Regions from separate parts of the Mus musculus genome. Here region 1 is linked to region 2. The links are chromatin contacts, called in public promoter capture Hi-C maps. All regions are on one chromosome and are shown on one strand. The core of a region is the stretch at or near the end of the contact, and the rest is flanking DNA. Distances in the headings are between cores, read along the strand shown. Region 1 holds the start of Irf2bp1 (interferon regulatory factor 2 binding protein 1). Region 2 holds the start of Hif3a (hypoxia inducible factor 3, alpha subunit).

The links. Promoter capture Hi-C pulls out the DNA fragments that hold promoters and counts their contacts.
Region 1: a promoter capture Hi-C map of hippocampal neurons shows a contact between it and region 2, with 9 times the contacts expected there. The contact joins the promoter of Irf2bp1 here to the promoter of Hif3a in region 2. A contact is called at or near these places in 9 of 39 promoter capture datasets (the 3T3-L1 cell line, the C10 cell line, the HPC-7 cell line and 4 more), 3 of 484 Hi-C or Micro-C datasets (the AML12 cell line, hematopoietic stem and progenitor cells and nephron progenitors) and 7 of 115 datasets of contacts at active chromatin or transcription factors (astrocytes, embryonic stem cells, forebrain and 2 more).

Annotation. Positions count from the first base shown.
Region 1 is chr7:19,002,801-19,007,140 of GRCm38.p6, reverse strand. It overlaps Irf2bp1 (interferon regulatory factor 2 binding protein 1), which reads right to left and starts at 3,083. Exons shown (of 1, transcript NM_178757.4): 1 at 378-3,083. The coding sequence starts at 2,704. The coding sequence ends at 950.
Region 2 is chr7:17,060,969-17,065,440 of GRCm38.p6, reverse strand. It overlaps Hif3a (hypoxia inducible factor 3, alpha subunit), which reads left to right and starts at 3,014. Exons shown (of 15, transcript NM_001162950.1): 1 at 3,014-3,085. The coding sequence starts at 3,060.

The DNA.
Region 1 (4,340 bases), core at 1,834-4,333, 1.9 Mb before region 2:
AGCCGCGGTGGGCGGGAGCCTTTTACTTAGCTCCTAAGTGTTTTAGGGTGATAGCCACTGTCCCCAGATGAAGGGCGTGAGCCCAGTTCAGGTTTCTCAGGTGTGTCCATCTCTTGGGCACTATATGAAGCAAGAAGGTACCATCCTGCTCCCATATACATTTACCCAGGAAGGTTCAACTCACTCTTTCCATGGACAGTGCCCCTAGAAATATCTCCAAGTAAACTACCTCTAGAACACTTCCTACTTCTTTTCCCTCCTCTGATGTCTCTGCATTCAGAGGGCCAGCTGTAGTGCAAACCTACTCTCAAGTTTGTGATCGCCGTGCAGGAGCCAAGCCCTGTCAGAATCTCAGTACCATCGTCTGCAAAACCGGCCTCGACTACACCTTTAATTAGAGCACAGCAAATGTACACTACTACAAACAGCAGCCCACTGGACAAAAGGCACCACCTAGTGGTCACAACGCAGAAGTCCTCTTGCGCGCAGGACAAGTCCAATCCCGAAGGGGGCGCAGCATCTCATAAAAACTAAAGGGAACAAGAAGGGGGAAAAAGAACAACCCATCTCTCAGTTTATTGAAGGAGGAAAAGGGTGGGAGAGGGGGAACAATAAAATGCTTTTGCTTCGTTTATAAAGAGCGAGTTCTCAGGAGGTCCCTTCTCAAGGACACGCGGGGTACCTCTCACCCAACTACCAACAGCAGGAAAGCCAAGCCAAGAAAGGAAAAAGAAAGGAGGGGCCCAGGAACCCCAAACACCCTCTCTGACAGGAGCCACAAGCTCTCTCCCCCCACCCACAATGTATCTACCCCAGGGGACCCATCTGGGCAGAGGAAAGGGTATATACATAGGTTAGGGTGGTACAGGGTTGGGTGCGGTAGGGAATAATTTATCCGCAGATGCGGTGATGGTTAAGGGGGAGGGGAAAGAAGCCTGGCAGTGGCAGCCTAGGGGTCTCTTTCTTTCTTGACCTTGATGTCACCAGCAAGAATAGTAGCGATCTCGCCCTGCATGAAGGCCCAGGGGACAGAGGAACCCACCAGTGGACATTTGTCTCCACTGGGGCAGTACACCTCTCCGGCTGGGCCCTGTGCCTTGATAAACTCTCGGGAGCAAGGAAAGCAGAACTTGTGTCCGGGTACCGAGGGACACTGCACGAAGTGGGTGTCTTCCAGCCTTTCTCTGCACAGGGTACAGCACAAGGGGGCTCCAGGGGTCGCCCCTGTGCCGCTACCACCCCCGCTGACAGCTTCAGCCCCGGCAGTGGGGCTGACTTCTGCCTCTCCATTGCGTGCCACCAAACGATGCTGGGCCGGTGGTTGGGTTGTGGAGGAAGCCGCGGGGCTAGCACCCCCTGCGCGGACAGAGCCTCCACCCCCACCAGGGTCCTTGGGTGAGTGGCCCAGAGCCTCGGCCACATTCTTGAGGGCAGCAATAGGTGAGGGCACACCAGGGGTCTCTGAAGAGTATGGACCGCCTGGCGCCACCCAGTGCCGCTGTTGCTGCTCCTCCGTGGTCATCTTCCCAGCTGTCTCGCCCTCGGGCTCAGGGGATGCTTTGCGACGGCGTGGAGTGGGCGCCAGGTTTCGGGATGGGGCTCTTGGAGGTGGGCCACACAGAGCAGCAGGGGCCGGTTCTGGGTACTGCTGGGGCAGGGCCTCCGCAGGAGCAGGCTCTCGGAAGCTGCGGACCCCATCCGTAAGCAGCTCTCCTAACTGGCGCCATTCCCCTGAACCATGGCGCCGTTCATACTCGAGGTACTTGAAGCCCGATGAGGCCAGGGCCTTCCCTGGCTCTCGAAGAGCATCATGAAACATCTGGCGAGCCACTGCAAGGACCCCCGCGTAAACATTGCCAGAACCACAGGGGTATTCGGTGAAGAGCTTCAGCTCGAACTCATAGCCCGGAGGGCGGGCAGTGGCATCAAAGGCGAACACCCGTCCCACCAGCCCGTGGTCCTTCTTGAATCGAACATTGAAAGGGGCACAGGCGGACAGAGCCAGTAGCTGTTCCCTTACAGCCTTGGGACGCCCATGCCACTCCTCCGCCCGGCCCCGCATGGCCTCGTTCAGTTCTGCCAAGCAGTCCGCATTCCTCTGCTGCTTCTCCTTCTCGAAATCGGAGCCGAAAAGTGGACGAGCGGGGCTTAAGCCAGGTGCCAGCGTCAGAGCTCGGCCTCCAAGGCCAGACACTGCAGCTGCCAGCAGCCCGGGGGGCATCAAGCTGGGGATGGAGCCAAGCAAAGCCCTGCGTGCCCCTTCCGCCACGGCCTCCTCGCGGCCCAGCCCGTTGGCCAAGCGGGACCCCAGGGTGTACTCCAAAGCCGGCGAAGGCAGCGCCAGGCGGCTGGATGAAGTAGCCCTGTCATAGCGGTCCGGGCCTGAGACGCTACCGCCGGTCCCCGATGGCTGCGCCTGGGCCTGCGGGGGTGGCAACTGGGAGCCCTGGGAGCCCGTGGAGGCTAGGTCCTTGGAAGTCGGGTGCTTGAGAGCCGGGGGTCCGGGCGAGCGGCCCTCGGGGAGCACGTGGCTGCGCTTGAGCTGGCGGGCGGCGTCGATGAGCAGCTCGATGCGGTCCGCGCCCTCGAAATTCACGCACCCGCGGCACACAGCCTCGCTGAAGTCCCACACCATGGCCCACGGCATCTTGGGCAGGTCGCACAGGTAGCACCACTGGCGGCGGGACGCTTGCACGGACGCCATGGCGCCCCCCGGAACGCCGCCAGGTGCCCCTGCTGTGCACCCGCCGCCCACGTTCGCTCCGCCGTGCCCCGGGACGGGCGCGCGAGCCGCTCAATCCGGCCTCGGGCTCGGCCTCCCCGCCGGATTCAGGCCCGGCCCCCCTTCCCCGCCCCCTGGGCCCTCAGCCTTTTTTTTCCTCTCTCTCTCACTCCCGCCTCCGGTGGAAAAGGCAAGCCACGAGCACGCACGTCGGCGCCCCCGTCCGGTCCGCGCCGTGAGCCGCGATGCACAGCTCCAGCTCCTCGATGGGCCTCGGGCGCCGCCGCCCCAGGCTCCCGCCGCTCCGCTCGCGCCGCCGACGCCGCTGCAACGGCCGCCGTCGCCTCCACCTCCTTCTTCTGCCCCAGAGGCCGCTTCGCAGGGAAAGTTACATAACGCGCGGGCAAAGCCTTCTGGGAAATGTAGTCCCGTCGGGGCTGCTTCTTAAAGGGGACTGGGTAGAAAGCAGTGGCGGGAAAAGAGGGCGCGCGCTGGTCTGGGTGCTTAATTTTCACTGTGCCTCGCCAGGAAGCTGGGGTTCGCACACAGGGTCCATGGAGTGGGTAATGGTTTCATAAATGCTCGGGTGGCCAAGTTGCTGTGGATGCAATTTCCCCCCTTTCCCCGCCCCCTCTTTCTTTCTTTTTTTTTTTTTTAAACAATCTTTTTTTTTTTTTTTTAGATTTATTTATTTATTTATTTATTATATGTAAGTACACTGCAGCTGTCCTCAGACACTCCAGAAGAGGGAGTCAGATCTCGTTACGGATGGTTGTGAGCCACCATGTGGTTGCTGGGATTTGAACTCCTGACCTTCGGAAGAGCAGTCGGGTGCTCTTACCCACTGAGCCATCTCACCAGCCCCCCCTCTTTCTTTCTTAAGACTTAGATTTATTCTTTAGCTCAGGTTGGCCTAGAAGGCTAGCCTATGTAGTCTAGGCTGGCCTCAAACTTGCTGCAATCTCCCTGCTTCAGCCTCCTTGTGGGTTTACAGTCCCGACACCATACCCAGAAGCCGGAAAGCAGTTTCTGCTCTGATTTGCTGAGCAGTTCTAGAAGAGTCTTGCCCTCTCTTAGAATCCCGCCCCTTCAAGAAGGGCCAATAACCGGTTAGAAAGGCAGCAGCTTTGGGGGAATTGGGGCGGAGAGGCTCTGATTGGACGGTTTCAAGGGGATGGTTTCAGGCAACTCTTGGAGAGTAGTGTCTACTTGGCAGTTTGTCCTTCCCAGTGTCTTAGGTACTAGCCTCAAGGGCGGCCCAGAGGCTACAGGATGATAAGACTGTAGGCTTCCGAGCCAGGCGGCTGCCTTAGTTTCCTCATCTGCTAAAGAACGTTCTCTGAGCCTGCCAATTCTGCTCCAGCTGTGCACGTATTTGGTCTCTAAAGGGTTACAGAGTTGGCTTCTCGGTACACCTCCAATTTCACTACAATTCCCAAAATGCTCTGCGAGATGGACGCACTGACGTACTTCCTCTGCTTGGAAGCTTGGGGGGGGAAGGCCTTCCCGATTCTTGCCCCCCCCCCTTGCTAGCAGGGAATTTCGCCCTCTCCCTCCACCCCCACCCCCCAGGTTAGGGGGCTCTTATTACTCTTATATTTGGAATGAGGAAGCCAAG
Region 2 (4,472 bases), core at 1,765-4,264:
TAAACAAGACATCTCTATCACCAAAGAAAAGGAGGTGATGGAAAGGTTGTAAGAACCAGAAGATAGGGAAGAAACCCCCAAAATGTTGGTTTCTGGAGCATTTTACGAGGTCATTGCAATCACGGACACTCAGCAACCATGGCTACCTGCACAAGACTTTCCCCCAAACAACCCCCAAAAGACATGAAAGCAGGAAGGGGACTCATTGGGAAAGGGATAGGAGTCAGCAAGAGCAAGAAGGGAATAAGAGAACTTAAAGGGGAGCTGAGTGGTGGTGGCGCACGCCTTCAATCCCAGCACTCGGGAGGCAGAGGCAGGTGGATCTCTGAGTTCAAGGCCAGCCTGGTCTACAGAGTGAGTTCCAGGACAGCCAGGGCTACACAGAGAAATCCTATCTCAAAAATCAAAAAAAGAAAAGAAACAAAGAAATCAAAAGAAAAGAAAAACTGAAAAGGAATCAGTTTGACACCAATCCATTGTGTGGAATTCTTTTAAAATTACATTTATAATAATAAAATATAACATCAGAGCAAGTTTCCTATCACATATCCGTGACCATGGAAACTGTCAGTGTACAGGGGGAGAAGAGTGAGGCAAGAGCATCTTACTAGTGTTATAAAAACAGCTTTGGAGAGCAATGAGGGTGGGAGGATCACTGAACATGCCCCAGAGCACCCCTCACAGACCTGCACATTCTATTTTGAGGATTTCAGCTCTCTGCTTTCAGTTGTGACCTCCAGTTAACTCAGCGCTCCTCAATGACAATTACTGTCAAGTCATTTTTTTATTATTGTGAAATATAATACACGCGTAGGGTAGTTGCTTTGCGAGCCAGATTGCTAAAAAGAACAATGGAGCTCAGACTTGGTGGTAGTGCCCCTGTCTCCTGCTTAGAATCCCCCAGTGAGGGGTTAGGGTGTGGCTCAGTGGCAGAGCCCCTGCCTAGAATGCCCCAGTGAAGGGCTGGGGCGTGGCTCAGTGGTAGAGCATCTGCCTAGAATCCCCCAGTGAGGGGCTGGGGGCGTGGCTCAGTGGTAGAGCCCCTGCCTAGAATCCCCCAGTGAGGGGCTGGGGGTGTGGCTCAGTGGTAGAGCCCCTGTCTAGAATCCCCCAGTGAGGGGCTGGGGGCGTGGCTCAGTGGTAGAGCCCCTGCCTAGAATCCCCCAGTGAGGGGCTGGGGGTGTGGCTCAGTGGTAGAGCCCCTGTCTAGAATCCCCCAGTGAGGGGCTGGGGGCGTGGCTCAGTGGTAGAGCCCCTGCCTAGAATCCCCCAGTGAGGGGCTGGGGGCGTGGCTCAGTGGTAGAGCCCCTGCCTAGAATCTCAATATCACAGTGAAGAGCTGGGGATATGTATGGTTCTGGTTGAGTTTGTCCCAAATTCAATCCTCTGTGCTATAAACACAATAAAACAATAAGAAATAAATAAACCCTCTCTCCTGACAGTTACAGCAAAGTCCTCAGAGTTAATCTTCACTATACTAGTTTGGTTCATATATCTTCCCAAAACTGGTAATCACTGTGGCCAAGGAAGTCCTACAGTGATTGGCTCTGTCTGGATTTTGCCTTCTTCCCTGGAGTTGCTGATAGCATGGATATAGTCAGATTTATTCAAATAAAATCAACTGAAACTAAATGGCATGGGAGCTGGGCATAATGGTACACACCTGTAATCCACTTGGAAGGTGAAGGCAGGAGGATAGAAGTTCAAGGCCAGCTCTTGCTGGCCAGTCTTGACGGGGTTACATGAGACCCCATCTGAAAATAAAATGGAGAAGAGGAGGAAGAAAGAGGAAGGAGAAAGAAGAGGAGAAGGAAGATGGAGAAGAGAAGGCAATGGGAGGAGACAGCTTACTATTTTCCTGAGTTGAGGTGGGGAGCCATGTGGATTTTTAGAGGAGAATTTTTTTAAGTTTTTTATTACATTTTACGTGTGGTGTGTGTATGTGTGTGTGTGTGTGTGTGTGTGTGTGTGTGTGCGCGCGTGCGCGCAGATAAATCAAAGACCTTGCCTTCCACGATGTGGGGGGAGGGGGGAGGGCCTGGGGATTGAACACTGGTCTTCAGGGTTGGCAGCAAGGGCCTTAAACCTGGAGCCAACCGTCTAGCCGAGAAGAGCACTCTAAAGAGAGTGCGCAGTTATGTGTGAAAGTCCTAAGATGGAGCTTGCCCAATAACTCAAAAACAATAAATCCATTTCTGCCGCAGTGTAGAGTGTACCCAAACCTGCATACGGAAGGAACACTGCTCCTTCACCCCTGTCCTTAGTGTCCACGCCCTCTCCAGCCTACACAGGAACTTCCTTCCTCTTCCTTACCCAGCTGTACCGTCTTCCACCTGTCCATGTCACTGCGCACGTATCTCTCATCGGTTCTCTGTTCCCTTTACAAGTGGGTGTGATGAAGCTAAAGCATATTTACTTGACAGAAGCTTAATTATTCATCCGCAGGAACCTGCACAGGGAGTTAAGAGAGGCCACGGGTCAGGATGGGGTGGAGACGGGTGGACAAGGAAGATTCTGGGAGGCGGGGTCCACAGTGGGGCCACACAGTGGAGGGACATGGGGTATGGCAAAGAAAGGGGTTATGAAATACAGGTGAAGTAGAGTTCGGGGTGGAGAGAAGTGGGGACTTGGTACGTCAAGAAAAGGACAGAGCGGGAGAAAGGAGAGGGGGTTGGGAAAGGTGGGAGTGAAGGCAGAGACTGCGACAGGAACTGGGACACAGAGAACAGTGAATCAGATGGTTCAGAAGTGTACATATGGAAGTTCAGAGACTGGAGGGAAATCACGCCCGGCGGGCTCCGGACTGCCAAGGAAGTCTGGGGCAGGGGCGTGGCTGGGGGTGTGCATTACATCGGATTCCCCAACCCCTTGAAGTTCCAAGTCTTCTCCTTTAGTCCCTCCTCCTTCTCGGGAGCAACAAGCCCACCTTCCAATCAGAGCCGCGGGCTGGGCAAAGACCAGCCAATGGAGTGGCAGAGGTGGAGCTGGGGAGGGGGCTCACACAGGCAGGGGAGGGGGACGCTGGGCATCGAGGGCTCTGGAACCGCGAAGGGCGAGCCATGGCGTTGGGGCTGCAGCGCGTGAGGTACAGGGCTTCGGGGATAGGATGGTGGGGTCTGGGGGCTCTCTTTGACGGAGCTTTAAGGGAACCCCTCATCTCTGGGGTGTGGCTCAAGTTGAGGACACTGTGAGGCGCCCGATTGGGGACACATCCCGATGCACCCTCCACCTTAGAGGTTTTCAGGGTATCAGGGATTTACCCCCAGAGCTCCAGCTGTCCCGCCCCCCTCCCCTGGAACTGCTTTGGGGTTATGAGCTGCAATTTCCAGATACATCGGGTTCAATCCTCCATCTGGCTGGGGGTGAAACTCCAAGTTCCTTATGGATTGGAGGTGGTCGCGTTTGAGCAAGGAAGACTTCTTCCAAAAAAGTCTTTTCCTCCAAATCCCTGAAAGGAGTCTTCCTTGGCAGTCTAGCTCTTGTGGTGTTAATAAGGGATCCCCAAACTGGAGTTTCTAGGGAGTCCCTGAAAGACACTATTTCTGAATTCCAGGAGAGAGGTTAATTTTACCATGCCCTTTCTAACAGTCTCCCAAGCTTCAAAATGCTCTAAAATGACATGGGGATAGGGAGGTCCTCATTAGAGGCTGTGTGGGACCTAACCAAGGTCTTTTTGCCTTTCAAAGAGTGGAATGATAGCTGGGGAAGGAGATTCATGCCTGTAAACCCAGCACTTGGAAAGCTATAGGAGATTGATGCTTTCAAAGCCAGCCTGGCCTACATGGCAAGTTCCAGACCAGCTTTGGTCTACATTTTCTTGTCTCAAAAAACAGCATTAAATAAGTAGGGTCGCTCCTTTTCAGTACCAACAGAACAAATCTGAGCCACTTCCTGCGATCTGGTTCTGTGTCAATTTCATCTGCCTGGACCCAGTCTGTAATTGAGGGAGGAGGGCCCCACCCAAACCCTATTTGAGAGACATCCTTCCGAAAGATGCCCTGGCTAATCAAGGGAAGGCAGCGCCCTCCTGTGGCTGGACACAGCTGGGGTTATCCTAGGAAGAAGCGGGTTCTGTGTTCACCTTGCAACAGGTGCAGAGGCTTTGGGACCATAGCCAGTGGAGCCCATTTCGCCAGGTTGCCACGGGAGACCCCAGAAAAATTTCCTAGACTCTTGGTATTCCCTGTCTAAATTGGGGCATCCCTCAAGCCTCACCCCTGTCCCTCCTCCCTGGCTTCCGAGATCTGATTGGTTTTTCTCTACACCCAGTTTTTACCCCCTACCTCAACCCACCCAGGCTCGCCCTTTTTCTGGCCCTGTCTGGCCCATCTATTCCAACTTCTGGCCCTGAGCCCACCCGGGAACTCAGTCCCCACCCCTTCTAGGCCATCCCTGGTGCCGCTCGTGACAGCGCCCCTTTATGGTTGTGTGAGGGCCCTCTCCTAACTTAACTAGGGTGTCATCGCTCCCCC